2 separate regions of the Oryza sativa genome follow, and region 2 is linked to region 1. Evidence: chromatin contacts called from public HiCAR-type data. All regions are on one chromosome and are shown on one strand. Each heading gives the region's core, a stretch centred on a gene start, on an enhancer-like site or on the middle of the called end of the contact. The rest is flanking DNA. Distances are from core to core; before and after follow the strand shown. Region 1 holds the start of LOC4337942 (phospholipase D alpha 1-like). Region 2 holds the start of LOC4337958 (probable cellulose synthase A catalytic subunit 1 [UDP-forming]).

What was found. HiCAR-type assays count read pairs that join an accessible place to other places.
Region 2: a contact with region 1 is called in a HiCAR-type map of leaf, with 2.5 times the contacts expected there. The contact joins the promoter of LOC4337958 here to the promoter of LOC4337942 in region 1. A contact is called at or near these places in 1 of 15 Hi-C or Micro-C datasets (an unstated tissue) and 1 of 4 datasets of contacts at active chromatin or transcription factors (leaf).

Annotation. Positions count from the first base shown.
Region 1 is chr5:4,276,804-4,281,752 of ASM3414082v1, reverse strand. LOC4337942 (phospholipase D alpha 1-like) reads left to right here and starts at 2,321. Exons shown (of 4, transcript XM_015784677.3): 1 at 2,321-2,533; 2 at 2,683-2,837; 3 at 4,311-4,949. The coding sequence starts at 2,730. LOC4337944 (embryo-specific protein ATS3B) reads right to left here and starts at 349. Exons shown (of 2, transcript XM_015783364.3): 1 at 24-349. The coding sequence starts at 128. TRNAP-AGG (transfer RNA proline (anticodon AGG)) reads right to left here and starts at 479; the gene lies at 408-479.
Region 2 is chr5:4,589,016-4,594,103 of ASM3414082v1, reverse strand. LOC4337958 (probable cellulose synthase A catalytic subunit 1 [UDP-forming]) reads left to right here and starts at 3,610. Exons shown (of 14, transcript NM_001402501.1): 1 at 3,610-3,987; 2 at 4,557-4,752; 3 at 4,942-5,088. The coding sequence starts at 3,901.

The sequences.
Region 1 (4,949 bases), core at 1,072-3,571:
GGAGCAAGAAGGCAAGAACGGACCGTGGCGGCGTGGCATGGGTGGAGAAGGAGGACGGCGGCGAGGAGAAGAAGAAGGGGAAGGCGGCGGGTGGCGGCGGCGGAGGAGGAAGGCGCCATGGACACCATTGTTCACGCTATTGACTCCGTGAGGCGTGAATGCGTGATGGGCATGGGCACGGTGAGGATATATTCGGCGACAGGACAAAGAGGAGGAGGACGACGACGTGCAGTGCAGCAGGTGCGGGGGCCCCGGCGATCTGCGGCGTGGCAGACTGGGGGTGGGGGCGTCGCGGTCGTCCGTTTCGATGCGCGCGCCGCGGTGGCAGCAGCGCGGCGAGTTTGCGTGTCGCGTTGCTGTTAGCGGGAGTGTGCAGGTTAAGAAAAAAAAAGAACTGGAAAAAAAATGGGGCATTCCGAGAATTGAACTCGGGACCTCTCGCACCCTAAGCGAGAATCATACCACTAGACCAAATGCCCGCTGCTGTTACTAATTTATGACAGATGTTACTTTCCTTATACTCCCTATTTACACACGGTAGTAGCACATAATAAACGAGACTATTAAAAATTTGTCTCGGGTTTTATTTTTATAAAAAAAAGAAATTTCAAATGTGGGTAATCCTGTGTATCTATAAAATCATGCTCACTAAGTGTGGTTAATACTATTTCTCTAATCTCATTAAGACATATCACCTTAATTTTTTTAGCCGTTAGATGATTGATCTATGGTTCGAATTATTTTTCTCCTTTTCTTCTCTTATGAATTCATATTACTTTGGATGAATAATCTATATTATCTTCTTTATTTTCCTTCTGCCACATCACATTAGTTTCACATTAATTTAAATGGTCAATCTATATATGATTTAAATTGTTATAAACCATTATATTTTTTAAAAAATTTTGATCAAATATGAAAATTATATAAAATATATAAAATTATGTCATCTAGCTATCCAACGTGTTATTTCTACTATTATCGTACAAAACTCCTGCAGCAACATGCAGGGTTCATCTAGTTACATTGCAAACTTAGGTTGTGTTTAGATCCAACGGTGAAAAATTTTGGCGTGTCACACCGGATATACGGACTCACATTTGAAGTATTAAATATAGACTAATAACAAAACAAATTACAGATTCCACCTGTAAACTGCGAGACGAATTTATTAAGCCTAATCAATCCGTCATTAACAAATATTTACCGTAGCACCACATTGTCAGATCGTGGAGCAATTAGGCTTAAAAGATTCGTCTCGCAAATTAGTTGCAATCTGTGCAATTGATTATTTTTTAGCCTATATTTAATACTACATGCATGTGTCCAAACATTCGATGTGACAGGGTGAAAAATTTTGACAGGGGATCTAAACATGCCCTTATTGTCTACATCGTAATTTTGATTTCTGTACCATTAGAACACATCGATATTTGTGCAAAAAGGGAAAAAAATCACGTGTTGCAAGTTTTTTTAGAACTACACAATACCACGTATACACTCACAACGCATGTATACTCACCCTACCCCTATGAGCATCTTCGAAGACATGGGGACACGCACACTCACATAGGTCCATTAAATCCTGGAAAATTCGCTCCCATGGGGACACGCACACTGACACATGTCCGCGAAATTTCGACGTTTCGACATGGCTCGGAATTAAGTTTCAATTGGAATTTCGAAGGTTAAACAATAGATTTGGTCTAAATTTAGTTAAAATTTATCGAAAATTGTGATACCGATGGGACTCGAAATTTAGTGGTCAACCGGTAATGTAAACCCTGCCACAGGCACCTCGCTGTTGACGAGTACGTCGCCTACCATTGAAAGCACAAAGCCGTTAAATATTAGAAAATTCGCAAAGTTGAATCTAGGACCTAAGGTGCTATTGAGGCTTGTAACCACTAGGCTAAAGGCCCTTGTCCTTCCGCGTGTTGCAAGTTTTTAATACTACTACTTATGTACAAGTATTCCAACCCGCACATATTGTTTGCTATGATATTGTTTTGCGAATTTGCTAGTATTATTTGCTTGTCTGGGCATTGCTGCGGGAAAAACTCTTCTCGAAGAAGAGGACTCTTCCGTTTTCGATCTTTTGATACAGTGCAGAAGGTGTGCTATGGTTGAAAAAATTATTGTACACTCCAAAAATCATGTAAGGTAGCAGGGTTGGAGTGTTTTTTTTTAACTAAAATCTCTCCAAATCAGTTTTGAGGATGAAATAGGAGGACCTTTGGTGATGCTCGGCGAGACAAACTCCAGGGCTTGATGTTCCATGTCAGCACGTTGGCGCGGCGCAACCGGGGACAAAAAAAAGAAAAAAAAATGCAGCGATGGATGGATGGTGGATGCCCGGCTGCTCCGCTCCCCTGTTGCCTCCGCCGTCCGCTGCAACACTAGACTTCCTATTTTCGGATGATCGGATCACCTTCCCTAGAAATTCCTAAATTAATTCACCGTCCTTTCCTCCTCTTCTTCCTCCTTATCTCCTCTTCTCTCCCTGTTCCTTCTCCTTCTGTTCGATCAATCGGTGCGTTCGCCATTGCAGATAATTAATCATCTTTATTTTTTTTCTTATCTGACGGATTTATGTATAGATTCTAGCCATGAACTTGTCTATGATCGAGCATGAGATTTTGCATCATGGTAAACACAATTTCCCTTTTTGTATGTGTGCAGGGGTGATCATCGAGATCGTGTTGAGGGATAGATAGTTTAATCTAACAATGGCGAAGATCCTGCTCCATGGGACGATGCACGTCACCATCTTCGAGGCGGAATCGCTCTCCAACCCTAGCAGGCCAAGCTCCCAAGCGCCCCAGTTCCTCCGCAAGGTCCTTTGCTTGTTCCTTCATCATGGACTTACTTAGATCTCCCATGCAGTATATACTTCCTCCATCCCTAAATGTTTGACGCCGTTGACTTTTTTAAACATGTTTGACCGTTCGTCTTATTGAAAAAACTTTTGTGAAATATGACGAATGGTCAAACATGTTTAAAAAAGTCAACGGCGTCAAATATTTAAGTAAGGAGGGAGTATATTATTTGCCGTATTGATTTCAACTTTCAAGTCGTGTACAACGAACGAGTTGTCTAGTGTTTTACCCTGATCGTTTGAGACATGGCTGATAAGTCATGGAAAAATGAGCGAAAGCAACCGAATATAATTTATGGTGATGATTTTATTTTATATATGTGTGTTGTTTGTGTTTTAGAAAGCAATGCTGGAAAATAGACTATAATGGAATAAAAACTGAAATCAACGTTTTATAATTTAGATTTTAGCTGGTGCCTGTTTTAACAGTCATAACCGGAAGTGGTTCTTGCCATCCATTCATGCATGAACGTGATTTGCTCCTTTTGCTACAGTCCAATTCTATTCCTTTTTTTTTTGCTAATCCTCTCTTCTCTCTTCTATCCAATGGAAATGTGTGCGGCGATATTCGAGTCATAATCATATTGAAATTACCATCAGTAGCATCATCATGTGCATACATTTTCAATCTATAGGACGAGCTAGTCTACAAACATACTCCATCCGTCCTAAAAAAAGGCAAACCCTAGGTTTGCGTGTCCAACTTTGACTGTCCGTCTTATATGAAATTTTTTTATAATTATTATTTTTATTATTGTTAGATGATAAAACATGATTAATACTTTGTGCGTGACTTGTCTTTTTAATTTTTTTCATAATTTTTTCAAATAAGACGAACGGTCAAACATTGGGCACGGAAACCAGGGTTTGTCTTTTTTTGGGACGGAGGGATGGGACGGAGGGAGTACTAGTGTTTTGTTGAAATTTATATTTTTCAAATCAAATCAAAAAATAGCTTGCAATGCTTTGCCTCGGTAAACTCTTTTGATCCCTCGAGATGATGTCTCTTGTTTGTCAAAAACCCATTCAAATAATTATGAAAAATTCTTTTGACAACATTCATACAGCATATATACAACACTTCACAAAATCAACTTACAAACTGAGATATAAAAAAAGGGTCAAATTTAAATATCCTCACTCAGAATCTGTTACTCCCTCCATTTCTAAATATTTGACACCATTGACTTTTTAGCATATGTTTGACCGTTCGTCTTATTCAAAAACTTTTATGAAATATGTAAAACTATATGCATATATATAACTATATTTAACAATGAATCAAGTGATAGGAAAAGAATTAATAATTACTTAATTTTTTTAAATAAGATAAACTATAAAACATATTTAAAAAAGTCAACGGCGTCAAATATTTAGAAAACTGTAGGAGTACTGATGAAGCTGCATTTGCATTTGCGCGAATGTGACGCAGCTGGTGGAGGGGATCGAGGACACGGTGGGCGTGGGCAAGGGGACGAGCAAGGTGTACGCCACCATCGGCCTCGACAAGGCCCGCGTCGGCCGCACCCGCACGCTCGCCGACGACACCGCCGCGCCGCGCTGGTACGAGTCCTTCCACGTCTACTGCGCCCACCTCGCCACCCACGTCGCCTTCACCCTCAAGGCCAAGAACCCCATCGGCGCCTCCCTCCTCGGCGTCGGCTACCTCCCCGTCCGGGACGTCCTCGCCGGCGACGAGGTCGACCGCTGGCTCCCCCTCTGCGACGACACCGACGCGCGCACCCCCATCGGCGACGGCGGCGGCAAGGTCCACGTCAAGCTCCAGTACTTCGACATCTCCAAGGATCGGAGCTGGGGCCGCGGCGTCCGCAGCGGCAAGTACCCCGGCGTGCCCTACACCTTCTTCTCGCAGCGGCAAGGATGCAAGGTGACGTTGTACCAGGACGCCCATGTCCCCGACGGGTTCATCCCCCGGATCCCGCTCGACGGCGGCCGGAGCTACGAGCCGCACCGGTGCTGGGAGGACATCTTCGACGCCATCAATGGCGCGAGGCATTTTATCTATATCACTGGTTGGTCGGTGTACACGGAGATCGCGCTGATCAGGGAC
Region 2 (5,088 bases), core at 2,361-4,860, 310 kb before region 1:
TCGCTGATTCCGCCCGCCGCCGGCCCGAAGAAGGGAGGAGAGAAGAGAGAAAAGAGAAGAAAAGGAAAAGGAAATAGATGTGCAGCCGACAGGTGGGCCCCACGCACTTTTGTGGGGCCATGTATACTGCCATAGGATCTTGTGTGCACGGTTTGTGTAAGTTTAGGAGTACACATTTCTGGTTTTATGGTTAAGGGACCTCAACAAATCTCGCTGTTAAGTTGAGGGACCACCGGTGAACTTATTCCAAGAGATAATGATACGAGGATTTGTGGGCCGGGCCTTGGGCCTGTCCCTGGGTCCAAGTTGGGCTGGTCAAGATTTCCTTCATTTCATTTCGGAATATAAGTTCACTTTGACTCCCTTAACCAGTGGCCGAATCTGATTCGTATCCAACCATAATACCGGATATGTTAACTCATCAACTATTAAAACAGGTGCAATTTAACTTCCTTGCGGTTTTGGAGGACTGTTTTGCTGATGTGGCAACAACGTGACGGTGTTGATATAATCTTCGTCCTACATGGCGTTAACACATCACTTTGTGTGGTATTAGAATTTTAAAATTCTGTGGGACCCATTCTCTCCTTCCTTTTTCCTTTGTCTCTTTCCCTTCTCTCTCTCCCCATCACCCGTCTGTAGGGGGTGGGAGCTAAAGCGGCACGTCGACGCCACCTGGGGGCTGGGACGAAGATCAGGTCAACACCGCCAAATAGACGCCACGTCAGCGCAACCGCCCTCCAAAACTACCAAGCGAATTAAATTACACTAGTTTTAATAGTTGGGGACCTAAAGATCCGATACTGTGGTTCAGAGATAGGAATTAGATTCGACCACCAATGAAGGGGGTCAAGGTGGACTTATTCCTAATTCAGGGTCATAAGCTAAAATCACGGTCCATCTAAGCAACGGTCCATCTAAGCAAGGACAAATGAGGCCTTCGTCTTCTCTGCTTTGCTTCCGTTCTCTTTCCAAATTATTTTCTTGTGACGACTCAAGAGAACTAGAGAAGGAAACTGAATCACATAAACTTAAATTAAATGAAAAATCATCACACAGAGAAACTGCTTGCCAGTTTATATACCCTACTCAAAATCAAACCGATGACCACTCTTTTTTTTTCTCCCTCTCTTATTCTTCTTCTAAACAAAAATACACAGATCTCTGGGGATACACACGCAAGAATTAGTTACAGCAACATGCTCGAAGAAATTCCTCTTCAGTTCTGCGTACAAACAGTTAACTTAACTGGATGCTGACCGTTCTGTACACTGTCCAGTTCTGTTCTTCAGAGAGTAGTAGAGTACGTACACGAGACAACTCTGAATATTCCCCCACGTTGCGTTTCTGCCCTTGATTTTTTTTTTTTTTGCCCCAACTTCGCATGTGACCAGCGGTGCAGAGACACGTTAGCGTCACCAGCGGTGGTTGCTGCCCCTGGCCTCAAGACAGCTAATAATCGACAGGACTAATACTAATCCACGGGTTAATTAGACTAGACCATCAACCAGGCTGCAGGCAAGAGCAACACTCGTTTTAATACTTCAATTAGTTGTTGCAGCATAATCCCAGCCACTACAGTACGTAGTACCACTGTTGTAATCAAGGGCAAAAGAGGCAGACAAAGTAGAGCCTGAACCTCCATGCTGTTCCTCACAAATCACCAGATAGATTTTAGCAAGTTAAGAGAAATTTTTTTGTCATGTTTAGTCAGTTTCTTTGACTTCACTGCTACATGGCTTGCAACTAGTTTTTTTTTTTAAAAAAAAACACTTTCTACTATGTATTTGTTACTGCATCCTAGAAGTAAAATAAGTGAGATGTATTTTTTAGCTGTATGCCTATGGACAGAGGCCGGAGATGTAACCCATTTTTATTATTTTTTTAAAAAAGAAGTAAAATAAGTGAGGGTTTATGATGAACAACAACAGTACCAAACCAAACTGAAGTTTTCGTGTCGAACAGTGTAACAGAAATACAGCAGCACCATCAAGCCGATGGCAAATCATTTTCCATGCATGCGATGTGAAGATTCCAATTTGGTTAGAGGAACAAAAAGAAACTAGGAGAGATTACAGAGAGAGAGAAGGAGAAAAAATATATATTAGTGATTATTGCAAGTAACAATAAAGAAAAGAGGCCACCGACGGGCAGGACAGTGGCAGCCCAACCGCCATTATTGGGACAAGAACGGTTTACCTGACAGTGTGCTTATTGCAAAGCACAAGTCAGCACATCTCATTTGTTCTTGTTAACTTTGGAGTGACAGGCTCCCTATAATCTGGTCTGATTTTTTTTCCTCTTAATGCATGCTTAATTAATCTACATCTGGCATCACAAATTAATTATGTTCAGTTTGTGAATCTTTGAGGTGCAATGATGAAAACAAAGGGGAGTTCAGTAGCTATCTATATGGGATGTGGAGTAAAGAGAGCCAGGGACTTTTATTTTAGTGATTTTATATATTAGTTGCTGTAAATTTAAATAAAAATTGCATAGCATGTACTATACGCTTATGGTGTAAATAAGTAAAAAGAACTACAATCTTGTTGTTTGTTATAAATCCCAAGGTAAGGTGGAAAACCGTAATGATGTGTGCCAAAACGTTGCATTTGTCGGTCGATGAAACGGCAAGAAGAAAATTAGTTTCCTGGGAGGAGTGTTAGGTACTCTAAGCACAGCAGGTTCTATAAAAGATTTATTAATCGATTCAGGGAGTGCAAACAAATTAATATAAGATATTGCTTACCCCTAAATCAGAAGAGGAATAGTTTTAATCATGTGAATAATGCACTTCTTTTTTCAATCCTCGAGCCCCTAACCAGGTCCTCTTTCCATTTTCAAATAATGCACCAAGTCTATATTATGCACAAGCTTAAGTTAGCATCAACCTTGGTTAAGAATGACAATCCAAAGCATTGAGAATATTCAAACTTGTAATATTATTGATGATATAGGAGAAAACTACTTAAAAGCTGGTATGCAAAACAACTAACAATGTTGCACTTAATATTATTCCTCTTTAATTTTTCTCATATTTTCCTGTCATGTGCTCGAGGTATATCTTCTCCATGAAGAAACAACTATTTTCTCTTGTCCACGTCAGCAAAATAAGTGTTATATATACTGTGGCAAATTAAAACAAAACATGTTTAGAACGGAAAAACATTGCAGAAAACTAGACCAATACACAAATTACATCTGCTATTCGAGAAACATAAGTTCTCAATGTTTTTATAATTAAGAATTGAATTAACTTCCCTGCAAATATCACAGAATGCTTGGCAATGCAAATAATTCTCACCATATAATTTCGATCCACCAATCACAGCACCATCGATTTGATGCCAACTCACATGTTACACGCTTGCTGCACATGCCACATTTCTTTCCCCCTTTCCTACCTCCAAAAAACACCACAAAAAAAAAAGAGTAGCGGCAGGTAGGAGGGCATTCCCGTCCACCGCCGAGGCGCCGACAGATCCACCCGCTACCGCCGGTCACCCGGGCCCACCCCGTCAGCGGGTGACAGCCTGTGCCCAGCTCCACCCCTCATCCGACGGCCGAGATATCTCCCCCTCATCTCATCCGACGGCCAGGAGGCGAGCCGGGTGACCGGCGGTAGCCGGTGGCGAGACTCCCACCAACTGAAGCGAAACCAACCCGAGCGTGTCTCGCGTATGTAAGAAGAGAAGACGAGGAGGCGAGAGGAAGTAGTGGAGCGCGAGCTGAAGAGGAGGAGGGGAGTGGAGGAGGCGGCGCTGCAGATCTGGAGGCGGAGCGGCGAATGGTGGTGTCGCCGGCGGCCGCCGCGATCTAGGCTTGCCGCGCGCGCGCGGATCTGCGAGCTGCGTAGCCGTTTCTCGCTGTGAGTGGAGGAGGAGGAGGAAGGGGAGGAGGATGGCGGCGAACGCGGGGATGGTGGCGGGATCCCGCAACCGGAACGAGTTCGTCATGATCCGCCCCGACGGCGACGCGCCACCGCCGGTACGTGCGTGCGTGCGATGAGCGAGCGAGATGAGAGCGTGTCGGTGGTGGATCTGGGGTGAGGGGAGAGGGAGTGAGTGTGGTGTTGGGTGCGCATCTCTCGAATCGAATCCCCCGCAAAATTGCGTTTGTTTTTTTGTGCTGGGCTCGGGGATTTTCCCCCGCAGTTTTCCCTATGTGCATTTGGCGCGGGCGATTGTAGTGTCCTCCTGTGTGGAATTGTTAGTGAGTAATCCTCATGTGAGGAAATGTCCGGTGGTTGTGGAATTGTAGGGATTTAGCTAGAGCAATGCAGCTCCCGGAATTCCCCAGTCTAGGCTTCGCGGGTAGCATTTGAGGTGCCATTGATGTGTTAGATCTCAGCTTGGTTAGTACTGATGACGCAGAGGCTGAATCATTAGAACTGTGGAATTCATGCCCAGCTTTTGTAGAGCTCCTCCATTTCTAGCTTTAGGACCTTGGTTTCGACTTGAAGCGAAGCAGATGGTTCTTTAGTTAGTGATTAATTACTAATAGTTCTGTAGTTCCGTTTGGGCATGTACTAACTGTCGTTTTCTTGCTTGATGCAGGCTAAGCCAGGGAAGAGTGTGAATGGTCAGGTCTGCCAGATTTGTGGCGACACTGTTGGCGTCTCGGCCACCGGCGACGTCTTTGTTGCCTGCAATGAGTGCGCCTTCCCGGTCTGCCGCCCTTGCTACGAGTACGAGCGCAAGGAAGGGAACCAGTGCTGCCCCCAGTGCAAGACTAGATACAAGAGGCACAAAGGTTGGTTTCTGTACAACTGTTCTATTATTTATATGTCATATAATATATCATTACTAAGTTCATGTTTGATTCTTGCTTCATATCTATGTATCCACATATAAAATTAGACTACCAACTCTGTCTTTTATTCCATAAAGACAAATGATTGATGTATACTGTGATTGTTTTGCCGCCTTGGACAAAATGCAGGTAGCCCTAGAGTTCAGGGCGATGAGGAGGAGGAAGATGTTGATGACCTGGACAATGAATTCAATTATAAGCATGGCAATGGCAAAGGTCCAGAGTGGCAGATACAGAGACAGGGGGAAGATGTTGACCTGTCTTCATCTTCTCGCC